Regions from separate parts of the Sus scrofa genome. Here region 2 is linked to region 1. The links are chromatin contacts, called in public Hi-C maps. All regions are on one chromosome and are shown on one strand. Each heading gives the region's core, a stretch centred on a gene start, on an enhancer-like site or on the middle of the called end of the contact. The rest is flanking DNA. Distances are from core to core; before and after follow the strand shown.

Evidence for each region. Hi-C and Micro-C count contacts between places; a contact is called where the count stands out from the background.
Region 2: a Hi-C map of alveolar macrophages shows a contact between it and region 1, with 1.6 times the contacts expected there. The contact joins the enhancer-like site here to the promoter of SEMA6C in region 1. A contact is called at or near these places in 1 of 5 promoter capture datasets (liver), 25 of 47 Hi-C or Micro-C datasets (adipose tissue, alveolar macrophages, brain and 15 more) and 2 of 2 datasets of contacts at active chromatin or transcription factors (alveolar macrophages and skeletal muscle).

The regions. Positions count from the first base shown.
Region 1 is chr4:98,106,054-98,108,966 of Sscrofa11.1, reverse strand. It overlaps SEMA6C (semaphorin-6C), which reads right to left and starts at 1,651. Exons shown (of 20, transcript XM_021089883.1): 1 at 1,371-1,651.
Region 2 is chr4:98,142,690-98,145,746 of Sscrofa11.1, reverse strand. The region is part of intron 5 of GABPB2 (GA-binding protein subunit beta-2); the gene reads left to right. Among named protein-coding and RNA genes, the nearest start is that of GABPB2, 20 kb to the left of the region's middle. Within about 2 kb of position 1,391, at least 2 of the 83 cell types and tissues checked have an H3K27ac peak or open chromatin away from gene starts, as enhancers often do. A contact at or near this core is called in alveolar macrophages, where this site is marked.

The DNA of each region.
Region 1 (2,913 bases), core at 402-2,901:
AGCAGCATCTGAGCTGCCCCCATCCTACCCCTGGCCTGGGCAAAGGCTTACCCTGCAGGGACCAATCCCAGCTGCTTCATAACCCCCATTTGCTCCAAATGGGGGAGACCTGGCCAGCTCTTCCTCCCTCTCCCAGGTTCTCCCTTTGCTTGGAAGAGGAAACAGCCCTTTTCTCTCCTCTTGGCCCTGCAGAGCCACCTCTGGGGAGTGGCCCAGGTCAAGGCCAGATTCTATCAGGGGCTGGGGAAGGGATGGAGAAGGGGAGACCCGGCTGCGGACAATAGCAGGAAGCCCTCAGGCTGGTTGCACGCCCCAATCCACCTTCCTTTGGAGGGTTGAGGGGACGCACCAAGGAGCCTCGCTGAACAGGAGCTTTCCTTTCTCCAAGACAGTCCCCCCCACTCTTAGCTTTCAGCCCCAGGCTCCCTACCTACCCTTTCTCCCACCCAGCCCCCAACAAGGATAATCCAGGTGTCTTGAGCCTCGCCTGAGGTGGGCCTGAGGCCAGGGGCTCGACGTGTCTCCCCCTCACTGGATCTGGGGCTCCAAGAGGGGCGGGTAGCAGAGTCTGGGCCGGGACCGGGTCCCAGAGCCACGTTAGCGGGAGGAGGGGCTGGAGGGGCCTGCAGGCGCAGACCGAATGGAAGCGGGGGTTGGGGAACAGAGGCGGGTCTCCGAGGCCAGGGAAACAGGGCCAGAAGCTTGGAACCGATGAAGGCGGGCCTGGGGCCAGCGCTGAGCGGGGTCCTTGGGCTCGAGATGCAGTCGGCAGCTGGTCTCCTTCTTGGAAGACCTCGATCTAACAAAGCCCCAGGGCGAGTGAGGTGAAAGAAGGAGATAGGCACTAGGACTGATGTTTCTTGGGGACCTCATTCCCGACTCTGTGCTCAAGCCAATCCCCTGGGAGGTGCTCAGACTCCCGCTTGCACAGGGACAGAGGTGCAGCCGTAATACCAAAGTCTGGAACGATGCATCTCCCTTCCCATCCCTGTAAGGGCAACGAGAGGGTCCGGTTCTCCGCGGGTCTCGAAGCCTTAATTTCCCTGCTGGGGAGGCAAGGGACCAGGTTTTTCCACCCTCTGTGCAGTGCGCGCCTCAAACAATCCCTTTTCGCGCTCCCCAATCCGAGGGATGTGACTCGAAGAAGCCAGGTTGGAAGAGGCTCCCAGACCCTGTGTCCAACAGTACCGTGACGAGGTTCGGCCACGGCCCCTCTTCCCGCTGCACACCCCAACTCCGCTGACCCTCTCCGTTATCAGGCACATAGCACGATGGCACCCTCCCAGGTCCCTCTAGCACTTCGGAACCTTGCTCCCAGCCTTCGGCGCCCCGACCCTCCCCGCCTCCCAGCCCTGCTCTGGGGTACTTGCTCCGAGATCCGGGTCAGCGGAATAGAGATCGCGGCGGGCGGGCAGCGGCCGCGCACCGCGCCGAGTTCGCAATCCGTGGTTGGGGGCTTTAGCGAGATGTGATGAGCGTCCGAATTGGATGGAGCTCAGATCTGGGCTCCCGGGCGCTGTCAGGTCCAACGGGCTCCGGGTCTCAGTGGCAAACCCCACTCCTGCCGCGGCTCCGCGGAGGAAAACAATGCGACCGCCCGGAGCTCTGGGCCGGGCCCCAGCCGCCCCGCCCGCCTCCCGGCCGGACCCGCCTTCGGCCCGCCTCGGGGTCCCCACCACAAATCCAGCTCTCAGAGACCTGCTAGACACCGCCTTCTCGACACCTCTCCACCAATAGGCTTCGGAGGAGGAGGGGTGCCGAGAGCACCGCCCACCGAGAGGGCCTGGCGGGGAGGCTGAGCTGGAGACCAAAGCCAGACGCGAGATCCACGGACAGTCGCCCGAGACCAGGACAGAAGAGGGGTCACACACTTAGCGTGGAGAAGCCCTGGGGAAACATCTCACCAGGAGAGGAAGGGCCAGTAGCTGGGAGGAGAGACAGACAGGAAACCCGGGGGACCTGAGCTGGGCTGGGCTATCAGAGCTGGCGTGACCCTCTCTCCCTCCTTTCTCATCTCCTATGGCTCTGGCTACCTTGCTCCTGGGTGCACCTCCCCCCTATTCTGCCCCCAACCCTCTGTTCCTCCTCTCTATTCTTTTTACATCAACCCCTTTATTTCTTCCCATGTGCCTCCTCTGTTTCATTCTGACCAGGATAAGGGAGGCCTAGCATGCACTTGAGGGCCTGAGCGATGGGAAAGGAAAGGAAGATGTCACCAGGAAGTTTTCCTCATCCCCGTCTCCTCCCCTCCTATCCCTGCTGTCAAAGCAAGAGGGGCTTGGGCTAGTAGGCCAGGAACTAAGGAGCCTGGAAGGCAGGGTGGCCCGCAGTCAGGCTGTTGTTTGATCCAATAAGACAGGTGAGCGGGGCTGAAGCCAAAAGAGAGATGTGGAGATTGAGACAAACTGACTCAGAGAGTCACACAGAAAGAGGAGCAACATGGAGACCTGAGAGGGAAAGTAACCAGCTTCCCCAACCCCACATAGACTTTCTGCCCCACAGACATGGGTAGTGATGTCCCGTCATTCCTCAGAGGGCCCTGGGCAGCCCTCCTAACAGCAAAACTGCTCCTTCTCCATCCACACTCTCCATAAAGACCCTTTGATCCCAGGAATGTCAGTGGGGAGGAAGAATGAGGCTACTTCAGACAGCACTGCTTGGCTTCCACCTTGGTATTGCCTGCTAAGATTCTTCCCTGCGTGGGGACTGGGACAAAAGACGTGCTCAAAATTCCCAGGATAGTGGGTGGCATGGGAGACATTGCATTCTTGGATAGTTTTATCTGAGTGCCCCCCTGCCCACACACAAACATCCTGGTCCTCTGGACTAAAGGAAAGGATGGGCAGGGGTTTGCTACTTCTAGACAATCCTTTACTGGACTGAGATTGGGGTGGGTAGCATCACCGACTGGGC
Region 2 (3,057 bases), core at 142-2,641, 37 kb before region 1:
TGGTTCCTAGTCAGATTTGTTTCTGCTGCACCATGATGGGAGCTCCTTGATGAATATTTTTGATACCAAAATCCAGATTACAAAGTTTGCTTTCAGTTTCCCATTTGTGACTAAAGATATTCCTCATCATCAGTGTCACTATCAAACTGCAATGATTTTGGAAGGCACGCTAATTTAAACATGAATCAGGGCAAAACAACGTTATGAAGATAAATTTCCTCTTTCTGCAGAATCCTAAGATGTACGCTAAAGTCAAATATAAATTGTTTTGTGTTGGAGTTCCCGTCGTGGCTCAGTGGAAACAAATCTGACTAGGAACCATGAGGTTGTGGATTTGATCCCTGGCCTCAGTGGGTTAAGGATCTGGCGTCGCCCTGAGCTGTGGTATAGGTCGAAGACGCAGCTTAGATCCTGTGTTGCTGTGGCTGTGACATAAGCCTATAGTGGTAGCTCCAGTTTGACCCCTAGGCTGGGAACCTCCATATGCTGTGAGTGCGCCCCTAAAAATAATAATAATAGTAAATAAATAAATTGTTTTGTGTTGATTCATAAATAGTAGAGGCTTTGCTATCCAATGAAATAGGTTCTCATCTGGGTTCTTATATTTACTAGCTATACGACCTTGGGCAAGTTACTCTATTTTTCTGGATTTAGTTTTCACTAACTTATTGAGGTTGCATAGCTGATCATAGCACACTCCCCTAAATCCTAGTCTAAAAATCTTATTTATATAACCCCCATTTTGAACAAGTAACAAGTTGTCACTAACAATGCCATTTCCCTTCCAAAAGCAACAGCAACCGTGCACATTTTAGTTTGTTAGATACAGGGTCTTATATTAAGGAGAATGAAGCAATTAACATTATTTTTTTAATTCCTCAATGAATTTTGTTACATTTTATAGTTGTATAATGATCATCACAACCAAATTTTATAGCATTTCCATCCCAAACCCTCAGTGCACCCCCCCACTCCCCAAGCAATTAACATTGAACAATAAAATACTTTTCCTAGAACTCCCTGGGATAAGTCTAAAGAGGTAATTTGCATTGTCTCTATTCAGTTTGAACTGCGTGTGTCAGAATACTACATCTAATATTTCACAAGTGTTCTTTCTTAATTTTACTGTTGAGGGGAAGTTGGGTGAGTCATTTATGTTTGACTCAAAGGGAAAGTACACTTCGGTTGGAATCATGCTTAAAAGCAGATAATGCCTTTCTAATGAAGCAGTTCTACCCAGGTATTCTTCTTTAGCTTGGTGGCCTACCTGATGTTTGTCTTACTTGAACTTTAATTAATAGCCTTATTGTGGAGTTCCCTCGAAGGTGAAGTAGAAATGAATCTGACTAGGAACCATGAGGTTGCAGGTTTGATCCCTGGCCTTGCTCAGTGGGTTAAGGATCTGACGTTGCCGTGAGTTGTGTATGTTGCAGATGAGGCTCGGATCCTGAATTGCTGTGGCTGTGGTGTAGGCTAGCAGTTGTAGCTCCAATTGGACCCCTAGCCTTAGAACCTCCATATGCCTCAGGTGCGGCCCTAAAAAGCCAAAAAAAAAAAAAAAAAAGCCTTATTGTGTGTGTGTGGGGGGGTGTTTAACTGTGGTAAAATATTAACAGCGTTGTTTTATTTATTACTAGTGACATTGACATTGTCACATATATTCCAACCTCCATGAAGGATATATCTAAAAATTGCTTGTTCCTGGAGTTCCTGTCTTGGCAAAGTAGCAATTAATCTGGCTAGGAACCATGAGGTTGGGGGTTCAATCCCTGGCCTCGCTCAGTGGGTTAAGGATCTGGTGTTGCTGTGAGCTGTGGTGTTGATCACAGACACGGCTCGGATCTGGCGTTGCTGTGGCTGTGGTGTAGGTGTAGGCCAGCAGCTACAGCTCTGATTGGACCCCTTAGCCTGGGAACCTCCATATGTCATGGGTGCTGCCCTAAAAAGATAAAAAAAAATTAAAAACCCTAAAAATTGCTATTCCTTGTTTTTTGGGAGGTTTTTTTTTGTTTTTTTGTTTTTGTTTTTTTTTTGTTTTTGTCTTTTTGCTATTTCTTGGGCCGTTCCCGCGACATATGGAGGTTCCCAGGCTAGGGGTCGAATTGGAGCTATAGCTGCCAGCCTACACCAGAGCCACAGCAACATGGGATCCGAGCCGAGTCTGCAACCTACACCACAGCTCACGGCAATGCCGGATCCTTAACCCACTGAGCAAGGCCAGGGATCGAACCCACAACCTCATGGTTCCTAGTTGGATTTGTTAACCACTGAGCGACGACGGGAACTCTCCTTATTTATTTCATTTGTGTGTTCCTATGTCAGCATTTGGTAGGATAGTCTCAGTGATAAGAAAAACATGAAAATAGGAAAATGAGGGTATAAGCTGTAGTTTTGAATATTGCTCTTTTGTAGTCAATAGATACATACAGTCTCCTTTCTAGAGGTCAAGCACTATGTTCCACTCAGACTGTTTGGTTCCCTGAGTGTATATGTATATTTCTGCTGTGCCACAATGGGAGTTCCATGGTTCCCTGAGTATTTTATGAGAGAATTAGAATAAAATAGGGGCGTGCCAATCATGGCTCAGCTGTAATGAACCCAACTAGTGTCCATGAGGACACGGGTTCAATCTCTGGCCTCACACAGTGGGTTAAGGATCCGGCATTGCTGAGAGCTGTCATGTAAGTCACAGATGAGGATTGGATCTGGCATTGCTGTGACTGTGGCATAGGCTGCCAGCAGATGCAGCTCCAATTCGACCTCTAACCTGGGAACTTCCTGTGCCAAGGGTGCAGCCCTAAAAAGGGGGAAAAAAAAACCCAGTTTGTAGCTATAAAGGGTATCATACAGGTAATCCATCTTTTTAATGGAAAAATCTTTTGAAATTTAAATTTATAAACCAGTTAAATTAAGTAGATTAATCATATCAGAAAAGTATTCTTGCAGTTCCCTGGTGACTCAGTGGGTTCAGAACTGAGCATTGTCACTGCTGTGGCTTGGGTCACTGCTGTGGGACAGGCTCAGTCCCTGGCCCAGGAACTTCCACATGCCCAGGCA